Regions from separate parts of the Mus musculus genome. Here region 1 is linked to region 2. The links are chromatin contacts, called in public Hi-C maps. All regions are on one chromosome and are shown on one strand. The core of a region is the stretch at or near the end of the contact, and the rest is flanking DNA. Distances in the headings are between cores, read along the strand shown.

Region 1 (5,736 bases), core at 2,665-5,164, 160 kb after region 2:
ACTTTAAGAACATAGTTTAACAGTAACAGAAGTCTCAGGTCATACTTTCTGCAGAAGTTATGTATGTTCTAACATCTTTTCATCACTGTAAGTATGTCTGACAAGCCCCGCGATTTACCTGCCTACTTCTCCCAGAAACGTGGAGTTCAGCGTTTATATGAGTACCAATGTCCAAGGGGGCCGTGCTGGCTCAGTATTTCCCAGTGTTCGTTCCTCATGGAGCTCTCTCCTTTTAGGAAATTTCTCGTGAACTCTATCTTTAAATATTTGTTCTGTACATGACTCCTGATGCCTTCTTTGAACATTCTAGTTAATATCTCTTTTAGCCATCGTTTCTCCCTCAGGGCTTTGCTGCTTGGTGATTTGTTGCTGCTTCGTTTTGCTTTTTCTCTCCTGCTTTGCTCTGTTCGCATTCTTTACTGAGTCTGCGTGCATAGGCTCTGCTCGGGCAACGGCTTTCTAAGGGATGTGCAGCGGGGAGGGGTTTCAGAGCAGTGACTTCTATGCTCTCAGTTTTCATATGTGCCCTTTCCAAAAACTGATCCGACCCGAAACACATCTGATATTGAGACGGCCTGTGGGTTATTTTCCCATCTCTGCTTTCACAGTGGCTTACTGTTCCTGATGTCGGCAAAGTCTCCTTTAAGGAAAGAGGACCACAGCCCACATCATTTTCATGCCTTGTCCAGTACACGCTCATGGTAAGATTGGCTTTCTTCACCTGTGGCCAAGGTGCTCAGGTCCTCGTGGGAAGCTAAGGCCTCTTTGGAGAGAGGCCCTCACTTCATCTGGTGACCAGCTTGGCATTTGTCAGTGCCACCCCTGCCCCCGAGGCCTTGGGCTCTGTGCACTGCATCTGCTCTGCCCCTGTCCGTAACAGTCAGCACGAAGGATGAGATCTCAGCTCTCCTCAAAGCAGCTGGTATAAATGGTGAACCTCTCTGGCCTGTCTCGTTTCCAAAGCCTCCGGTCACTTCCAGATTTGGGGGCTTTGTCTGCTACTCAGGAGCTGGCGGACCTGGTCCAGCAGCTGGCGCTGGGCCAGCAGGAAGTCCCACGCTTCCATCATTGCAGTTCCGGCTGAGGAGAAAACTAAGGCAGAGGAGGAAGAGGAGGGTCTGTGTTATCTGTGATATAACTGGGCTTTGCTTGTTTGTTTGTTTATCTGTTGTCATTGTTGTTAGGCTTTTTGTTTGTTTGACTTTGTTTTGGTCTGATGTCATCATTTTCTTTTACCAAATCTCTTTTGTAACATCTTTGTCAAAAGGTTGAACTCTGAAAAACAGACGAAAGAGGAAGCAAGGCATTTGAAGTTGAGAATTCTGCCTGAGTTGGAGTATTCTGAACTCACTGTAGAGAGGGGTGGCAGGAAAGAGTAGATTTCTGTCTGTGACTCTCTCCTCTTCTAAACCTGAGCTGTTGACAAAGGACGCATCACCCCTAGGAAGACTCTTGAGAGAGCATCCAGGGAATAGTTTCAGTACACGGTCTGTACTGTCTCCACCAGCCTGAGAATTTTGAGTGCTAAGGTGATGCCTTGGTCTACGTGTTGCTGTCTCTCCATCTGTACAAATCTTCATGATGGTACTTGGAGACCCTTCCATCCGTCCATTCCTTCATCCTTACAGGTGTATATCATATGGTCTTGGGGAGGAAATGAAAAAAAAAATCTTGCTAATTTCCCAGTGCTTGTAGCCTGTTAATGTTGTCTCTGGAGATAGGAAATATATACACATATACATACATACACAGATAGATAGATAGATAGATAGATAGATAGATAGATAGATAGATAGATAGGAAATAACACACACACGTGTGTGTGTGTCTGTGTGTGTGTGTGAGCAGTTAATTTTTCTTAAACATTTATTCAAACTAATAGAATATTTTCATCATCTTTTGCCAGTAGGTTATGGGACACCATAAGCTCATTTTTATTTGGGTATATATACAAATATATGAATTCCACACCACAAAATTATTCTTTTTCTCTGTGCATTTAATAGATGTGGATGTTAATAGTAGGAATATGCTCCTGATTCCACTGCAGATAATGCACACAGAAATGATTAATAATAGTTTGTGAGTCGTCTGCTTCATGATGGCCCCAGGCTTTCCACAGAGGAGTTTCAAATGCATTCTGAAAGACAGAACAGCTTCCTCGTGTAGCCCCAGAATAAAACGTCTCCTAAGCATACCACAACACGACACCCCAGGCGTGCCATAGCCAGCCAGTTCTACTTAACCAGGGCAACTCCTCCATCTCCACGTAGGCATGCTTTTCTAATAACGCCAGAGGCATAATTGTAAACACTCTCCTTTCAAACCATTAAGTGAATTACCAACTGATCTTGTTAAGGTTCAGGACCGCCCCCCCTCCCCCACCCCCGCCTGTCTTTGCATCTTCGTGAGACATTGCAGGCTATTCTAGCAAATCCAGCCTGATTCTACGTCATTCATAACAGTAGGTCATTCTTTCTTGAACTCTGAGGAATAGTAAGAATGAGGTCCTCCTGACAAGAACAAGAACAACTCATAGAAATTTGATAAGTCTTGAAAAGGTTTCGAAGAAGAGCAGAGCCACCAGAAACTGGAATGACTGGCTGGTGCTAAGGCTCGGGAAGCAATCCTTTTCTGCCAGTTGGGTGGATTCTACTTCAGGATTTTTGACAAAGTGGAGGGAGAACCTGATCTAGTCACCAGTCATAGATAGAATCCGCTGTTTGATTTGGGCAAAGGGATGCCTATGGCATTAAAACGGCCCCCAGCTCTTACATCAATAAAAGAGGAATAGAATTGTTCTAAGTCTGCATCAGTGTGAAAAATCATATTCAGCTGTGGCTATGAGATGTGATTGGAAAGAGCTTCACCCAATACCACTGATAATTTTTTAAAAGATTTATTTATTTTACTTTATTTATGTGAGTACACTGTAGCTGTCTACAGACACAGCAGAAGAGGGCATCAGATCCCATTACAGATGGTTGTGAGCCATCATGTGTTTGCTGGGAATTGAACTCAGAACCTCTGGAAGAGCAGTCGGTGCTTTTAACTGCTGAGCCATCTCTCCAGCCCCAGTGATAGTCTTCTAGCCAACTTTTCTTTTTTATATATAATCATTATCAAAATTTATAACATTTACTTAGCATAATTGTACATTGCTAATAATTGCAGTAACTGATTCAAAAGAAAAATACATAGGAGGCTTATAGATATTGGGAATGATAAACAATTGTATTTTAATTTACATGGGGATTTTGTTGGAGAGAAATACCATCGGGAGAACTATAGCTTCTTTAAATGCAGAGATGCTACGCTGGGATAAGATGTCACAGAAGAAGAAAGGAAACAGCTCAAGTGACACAGAACTGGGGTGACCCAGGCACCTCCTAAAATAAAGAGCTCGTGTGCATATTTTCATATATCAAAGCATTATGGTATTTAATTTAAATTTTTTTGAGAGAGGCTGTCCCTATATTGCCCCGGATAACCTGGAACTCACTATACACTGACCCAAAACTCACAAAGATCCACCTGCCTCTGCCTCCAGCATGCTGGGATTAAAGGTGTGTACACCATGTTTGGTGCATGGTAATATTTAGACTTGAACAGAGTTAAAACGTCTGCAGTTAAGGTGGCTCTTGGATTGTAGTCGGCTGATCTGTCATCTAGATCTAAGAAAATGGTAGAAAAATGTTAATAGTACAGTTGAGAGTTAAATTGTATTGTGTCTTTAGCTACTGGTTTGTAAAGAGAAAAAAAGGACACATTTAAAAAAAAAACGAAGGAAATATAGATTAGTATTCTCCCTGTAACCCAAAACATACCCAGCAAAGGAGTCACCCATACTACTGGCAGCTGGTGGGCAGTGAAGCCGTGTCCTCTGTCCACTCTCTCACTTCTTACTCACTGATGGACACAGCTGACAGTCACGTGGGAGGAACATTTGGTTAGCCAGTTCTTACTCATTCTTAGCCACACATGGGAGTAGACTCAGGGGTGTGCCTCCTTCTTTAGCCCATTTACTTTCAGCTCCCAACGAAGTTCAGGCTTAGGAGCTCTGCCCTCAACCTATGCCTTTCTCTTGCTTGTACGTGGAGACCTTGAACGTCACCCACAGCTCTTAGCCTGGGGTGATGGGTTCTCTGTGATTCCTGTCTCCTGGGGCGTCCACAGCTTCTGCTTTGTTTGTTTAATTCAATTTGAATAATCTCTGCCTTCTAATCAAAGACTATTTAAAGTAATTGTTGACGTTTTAGGGCTTAAAAGTCAGCCACTATTACTTTCTGTTTGCCCCATCCAAAGTGTACTTTCGGACTCTCTCTCTCCTTTCATTTTATAAGAAAATTAATTGAATACATTTACCTTGCATTTTCTTTTTGGTTAGTTTAACTCTACTTCATTTACTAGTCTTTTCATGGTTACTCTGAGATTTCAGCATCTTGATTTGCTACAACCTGACAGAAATTCCTTTTTTTTATTAATGTACAGATTATAGAGAATTTTCAGTACTCTTTATATTTTTCTTTCTTTTTTTGCTGCTATCATCAATTTTATTTCTACATATCTTAAATACCTCTGAGATAGCATTTTAAGAGTTTTAACTTATTTATTATTTTAAGGTTTTGAGGGTTGTATGGGTTCTCTATGTAAAGCAGGCTGGCCTAGAACTCACAACTCTGCTGCAGCCTCCCAAGTACTTACATTGCAGGAGTGAGCCACCATTCCCAACAAATATAACAAGAGCCTACAATGTTCAGTGCTCATGTATTGATTCAAATGTTTTTCTGGCCTTTTTTTCAAGGTCATGCTGGCTCTGGGGAGTGACCTGGGAAATATTTCCCTCGCTGCTGTGATAGAAGTAATTCTGAGGAATTAGCAGTTTTTCTTCCATGCCTGCTGGACTTCACCAGTGGGACCTAAACTTTCTTTGCATGAGACCTTGTAAGGTGTAAGTCCAATCTCTTTAGCAGACACAGCACAGTTCATGCCACCCATTTCTTCTGGAATGAGCTACAGGACTAAGCTTATACTTGTAAGGAATCAGTATCTAAGTGTTCAGCTAATGGTCACAATGCAGTCTTTCGGTTTGTCCCCACCTAGTGTAGAAAGTAGAGTTGATTACAGTGTAGATAGAGTTTATTACTGTTGTGTCCGGCCAGCAGATCACAGCCTGGGTTCTAGCCTGGAAAGGCATTTTGGAAACCTGGACGAGAAGAGGGGCTGGGCTGCGCGAGAGAAGGAAGGAACCAAGACAAAGGTCTCTGCTCAAGGTTCAATTTTTACTATTCCAGCACTCCGTTATAAAGGAAGGGGGAGGGGCCCGATTCCCGCCAATTAATCTTGGAGTCCAATAGTAGGGTGACCACGTGTATGGCTCCGAATAGCAAAGCGGCAGGTTTCAGCAGTGGGCGGGGCAGAACGATTGAGCCAGCAAGCTCCATCCAGGTGTAAACAGTGGAACCATTAAGGCTGGGGGAGGGGAGGCTACAATTACCACCTGAAGTGAAACACTGTAACAGGGTGAGAATGGCCAGTGGACAGCTGGCCATGGTTCCAACCTACATTTGAAGATGTATTCCTTGATAATTTCATGCATGCACCTTGACCATAGTCAGTCCTCATTACTCCCTAGGACCTCCTCCCATTTTCTCTGGACTTCTTCCCAGCGACTTCCCATCCTTCTGTTATGTGTCTTTAAAAATCAAGAAATTACTAGACATGCAAAGAGATAGG
Region 2 (5,596 bases), core at 2,667-5,166:
AATGCGGGTCGCCTGGGCCAGTTTGATCTCCAGCGATCGGAATGTCCTATCCTCCTCTACTGCTGGGAGCCTGTCTGAAATTGTCTGAAGCCAGTGGTATTTCCGCGCAGAAGGAAAGGCGAGCAGGCGAGGTGGGTGCAGGTGCGGGGGAGAGGCTCGGCCGGCTCCCGGGGCAGCGGGGCACGGCACCCGTAGGGTGTGGAGTCCGCCTGGCGCACGTGGCTCTGGGTCGGCTGCAGGAGAGATCGGAGGCCGGGGATCTGCCGCAGTGGGTGCCTCCGGTCCGATCCCCGCTCCCAGCACCTCGCGGGCTGGGAGGGAAGGGGGTGAGGGGACGCTCGGGCTCGGCGGGGGTTGGGGGAACTCTGGCCTGGAGGCTGAGGGCGACAGAGATGCACCGGGCGCCGGCGGACGAAGGCGGTGAAACTCGTGCTGGAGGCAGTCACCGACTCTAGGGTCGGGCCCCGCTGCTCAGCGCTTTCCCAGAGGCAGAGAAGGGACCCCGGGCCCTGGGGCGGGGGTGGTACAAGGTTCTGTGGCGGACGAGGGCTGTTCCCAGTGTTTGTACAGCTGGGATCTCGGCCACCCCCCGGGGTGACCCGAGTGGCACCGGCGGGGGTGGGTAAAGGGAGGGAGAGAGAGAAGGGTAGGTGACCAAGAGGTGGTGAGTAGTGCGGTCCAGGCTTGGGGTGGAAGGTACGGATGGTTGAGGTCACTGGTTGTCGCTCTCAGGGCAGACCTAACAGGGGAAGCGCGCTCGGTTCCCTTCTCCCAGTTTTTCTGCAAGCCCTCCGGCTGAGGACCCGAGGTAGTGGTGTTCCCACGGTTTCTGGCCGCTGGGCAGTTTCTTTGCGCCCAGCCGCCTGCCCCGGGCTCCACCTCTTGGTAGCCTGGGGCTCACAAAATTCAGGACACCGTCATCCGTTCTGCAGTCTCGCTGTCAGGCTCCACGTTGGAGTGGCTCGGAGACTGGTCGCCCTGACCCTGCGCTGGGCGAGCCAAGCCTCCTGCAGACCCTGTGCGAGCAGACTAGGTTTGTGATTCCTCAAACCAGGCCTGACAGTCTACCCAGGCGCGGCTGGGCTAGGTCAACCACAGCCTCTTTGAGGAACAAGCAGCGAGGCCCACAGTGTGGTGGGCGGCCAGAATCATCCCGAACTGTTTTCAGACCTAGGGCCTCTCAACTCGGTGTCCACCCCATCCTCTGCTATGTTACCGCCGGTGGGCACACTCGCCTGTACAGGGAAGGACCTGTGAGTGGAGAGGCCGCCCTCCTTGGGGTCTCCTCTGTCTGTCACATCTGTATTTATTTAGAGCTCAGCTGGTGGTCCTTGGTTTCAGGAATGCCAATTGTGGGCCTAGTCCACGACTACTTGAGATTTGTGTTGATTAGTGAGCTAGTCCTAAAGGTTGTGCTGTGGAAATTTCCCCAACCTTCCTGCTAACCTAGGCCCCCAGTGATTCCCACGGCAGCAGATTGCTGAATGTGTCCGAGAACAGAGAATTTAGCTTCGAGAACATTCTGTGTGTATGGGCACTGACCATTGCCCTTGTGTTCATAAATAATACAGACCAGATCTCTGAGATCCCCTCGCTGAGTCAGAGAAGGTGATCCGTGCAGTCTAGCACTGGGTAGTGTACCTTTCTCTGTGTGAAACTAAGACATATGTATTGCTACAAGTCTATAACAGTACATACAGCATAAAAATGCAGAAGCAACCTGCACTGGAGAGCAGACCCTCCCAGAAAAGCTAATTAAAAGTTCATCAGCGAAAAGCAAGCTCACTTCCAAATTTCGACGCTCCTGGGGTGGCGGGGAAGACTGAACATTTTTTATTTTATTTTATAAGGCTCAAAAAATTTGGTCTGATTTTTGCCTTTGGACTTGGTATAATTAAGGGTGAAAATAAGAGCCCTCTGTATTTTCCTTGCTTATGGAGAAAAGTTATTTTAGTAATCAGGGAAAGAGGAACCATGGGCTGAATCAGCAAAAATGCGGCACTGGGCCAGTTCAGCTCAATAATACTGGTATGTGTAATGTACACACGCTATGTACCTCTGTGGAAATAATCAAAGATATATATTGGAATTTTCGTGGTATAAGCCATGCCTGTGAAGCCCCTTGGTAGCCGAGAAGCCAGGGTGACTGAGAGTCATGTCTTCTGATACATGAAAACGTGTTCTGAACACACAACAAGTGTTTGATCCCACAACTGCATTTAATGTGGAAACAAACAAGAAACACAACTCTCAACACAAAGTAGTTTGTCTTTTCCAAGTGGTCATGCTGCAAACTGTTCAAACAGAGTCTCCGCTGTGTTTGTGTGACAAGAGTTCAAGGTGGCTCTAGTGGATAGAATCTTTACTTTTTAAATTTTTGCATCAATAAAATTGTTTCTCGATCTTGTTCTCTTGCTTCTTGCTTCCCTCTTATTGTTCCCTCTTGGTCTCTTCCCTTCCCCCTTCCCTTCCCCCTTCCCTTAAAATAAAATAAAATAAAATAAAATAAAATAAAATAAAATTGTTTCTCCAAAATGTCTCCTTACAAGGCTCCTGATAGACCCCATTAGAACTCTGCTGAGCGGCTGAGCATGCAGCCCGCATTGGCGTGAGAGAAATATGTGTATTTTAAACTTGCTTGGAGGAAGCGACTTGTTTGGAATGTTGCTTCTAGTTCTTCAAGGGTTGACCTGAGTTTGAAAACCCTGTGAAACAAAAGTGTACACAGTATCTTTAGGCACAGAGCCTTAGTATTTCTGGGAATCCTCTCCACTGTTCTAGTTCCTACAGGAGAGTTGCAATGGGTGTGTCTTTTTAAAAACCTAGCACACTGCATGGAGAAGCAGCCTAAAGCGTCTGCTTCATCTGTCTCTTCGATCACGTCAAAACTTCAATTAATCACCAAGTATGAGCTTGGGGCTTAAATCATTTAGGGTACAGATGATTTTAAGTTGTTTCAGCATAACGCAAAAAAAAAAAAAAATCATCAGAATATGAAGTGAAAGATTTAGTCTGTCACCCAGCTTCCAGATGTTTGGTACTATGTAGACAAACCATCAGAATGACTGGATTTTTTTTCTCTCTCTTCCCAATCCAGATGCCTGGTAGTTCCATAAGGAAAAGTAGTTTCCTTTCTCTGAGCGCCACATGCTCTCGTGGGTATCCCACACAGGGCATCATTTACTCTTCTTCAGCTCCGAAACGCCAGGCCTTTGGTATGCAGCAGAGTGGTCAGGAAGGCTGAGGGTTTTAGAATGGAATCGTGAAAGGAAAAGAACTTTGTTCAGAGGGAGAACGGTGTCCCTAACAGGACACCGTTTCCCAAAACTCCGCCTGTGGCATCTCATAATCTTAAATGGATGAAGCACAGCATCAGGCAGCTGTTTGTGTGGTTTGCATTTCCCTGGGATGCCACAGTCCTGCCTCTTCCCTCCTTCATCCTTTGTGGACCATGGATACAGCATTAAAACCATACATGGACATTATGTGGACAGAGCAGGTATAAATATGCATTAAGGGTGTGTGTGAGAGAGAGAGAGACAGAGAGACAGAGAGAAAGATAGAGACATAGACACACACACATGTATACAGTGAGAGGTGAGGAGGGAGAGGGAAAGAGAGAAAAAGAGAATAATCAGAGAAAAAGAGGCTATAAGTTTGAGAGTTAGGGAAGGGGCATATGTGGGAGGATTGCCAGGAGGAAAGGGAAGGGAGAATGATGTAATTATATTTTAATTTCAAAAACTAAACTAAAAAAGAGAAACCTATTAAAAATCAAAGCCTTCTGAGGACTGGAACTCTGGGTGGGAGCAGGGTTTCTGTCTGAAAGTAGGCAGCAGTTTGGTGACTAAGGCACAGACAAGCAGGCTTCACATAGAGGTGAGCGTGTCTTACAGAGTTGCTAAGCTGGAGCGTGACCACAGGCAGCAGCAACATTGTGTTCCTTTCTCCACAGTCCTAGAGATGGAAGAGCAGGCTGATGGAGAGGCTTCCACGCAACAGCAGATGAATCGAAGCAGAGTGGAGTCCAGGCTGCTTGGCAGCCTCAGCTCTCCCTGTAGAGAGACGCTGCTTAGATAACGAAGGCTAAATAGTTATAAAACCCAGCCCTTGACAGTTGCTGAAAGAAAAGCATACCTTGTCCTACAGCTATGGTTCTGAGCCTTGGATAATAAGAGGCAACATTTTATATTGGCCCCAACCAATTTTTCAAAAATAGTTTACAGGGAACTAGTAGAATTTCATGGGTACACATTTCGAATAGTTAGGAGGTGGGAGAGTCAAATAGGAATCTTTAGCACCATATAAAACAGTATCCCTTTTATTTTTTTCTGGATTGCTATAATTGAATATTTTAATGGCTCTCTCTCTCTCTCTCTCTCTCTCTCTCTCTCTCTCTCTCTGTGTGTGTGTGTGTGTGTGTGTGTGTGTGTGTGTGTGTGTGTGTGTGTGTGTGTGCTTCGTGAGACTGAATGCTAAAGTGTCAGAACTGAGTCCATGAGCCAGCACAGAGACAAGGTGGTGCTTGGTACCAAGCCTGGTTCCGAGTTAGATCCCAGAGTCCACATGGTGAGAGGAGGGAATTGACTCTGTTTGCCTCTGGCCTCTGGACGCTACAGCATCCCCTGCCCCACACAATGGAATAAACATTTAAAATAAATAAATAAAAGGACAGAACTGGAGCAGACCGAGAGCATATCCAGGTCTTTTTTTCTTTTTTGCTCTTTTATGGATAAGTAAATTAGGGAACCAAAATATGAACTTATCGAAGGCCTAACATAACTTAGGGGAAAGGTCAGAAATAAACCCATTTAGTTCCAGCTGTGACTCAGTGCAGGGCAGCCTGCCTCCGGATTACAGCATGACTCCCTCCACACTAGGCTTCCTGTGGCATCCAAGAATCAGACAGCCATCACTATGGCTAGAAACTGCTCCAAAGGATTCGCTCATTAGTTACTTAGAATGATGAAACAAAGCCAGCCCAGAGCCATGTTTACCCCCTCTTTGCCTCTGGAGTAAGACAGACTATTGCAAAAACAGAGCTAATAAAACTGCCTCTTCTTCAACCGTTTGGACAGTGGTCCTGAGAGTGGTGAGGACAGCGTAGCTTTTTATAGAGAACGTATCGCGCTTGGAAGAGTGGCATGTGCAGAATGTCACACTCATTTTTTTTTTTTTTTTTACCTCTGAACGTAACAAAGCAAGTGGCTTTAGTGCAGGAGGGGGAGAAGGAGAGCTACAGCTACCCAGGAAGACATAGGTGTCAGGGTGCTTCACAGAAGCCCGGAGCATCTGCACTTTCTACTCCTGCTGCCTCTGTGAAATGACAGAATGCGTGGGGAATGGGAGAATGAAGGATAGAGGTGGGCAAGCCAGGGAGATATTCTGTTGACAAAAGTGTAATACAGACATAGGAATGGCATATCCCCGAGTTTGAGGCATATCCTCGATAGTCCTTCATGGTAGGACCAGGGAGAAGACTCACATTCACTGTTACCCCATACTTTCACATATAATTTCACGTTTTTCAGTTTTTTAAAAATGTGTTTGCTTGTTTGAGATAGGCTTTTACTCTGTAGCCCCGGCTGACCTAGAA

Evidence for each region. A called contact is a pair of places that touch in the nucleus more often than the background predicts.
Region 1: a Hi-C map of muscle stem cells shows a contact between it and region 2, with 1.6 times the contacts expected there. The contact joins two enhancer-like sites. A contact is called at or near these places in 2 of 484 Hi-C or Micro-C datasets (muscle stem cells and nephron progenitors) and 1 of 115 datasets of contacts at active chromatin or transcription factors (craniofacial prominence).

Annotation. Positions count from the first base shown.
Region 1 is chr17:85,957,932-85,963,667 of GRCm38.p6, forward strand. No RefSeq gene overlaps it. Among named protein-coding and RNA genes, the nearest start is that of Gm30117, 32 kb to the left of the region's middle. Within about 2 kb of position 3,915, at least 16 of the 459 cell types and tissues checked have an H3K27ac peak or open chromatin away from gene starts, as enhancers often do. A contact at or near this core is called in muscle stem cells, where this site is marked.
Region 2 is chr17:85,799,970-85,805,565 of GRCm38.p6, forward strand. Gm4718 (a long non-coding RNA gene) reads left to right here. Exons shown (of 3, transcript XR_003952252.1): 1 at 1-131. Among named protein-coding and RNA genes, the nearest start is that of Gm29418, 3.0 kb to the left of the region's middle. Within about 2 kb of position 3,917, at least 7 of the 459 cell types and tissues checked have an H3K27ac peak or open chromatin away from gene starts, as enhancers often do. A contact at or near this core is called in muscle stem cells, where this site is marked.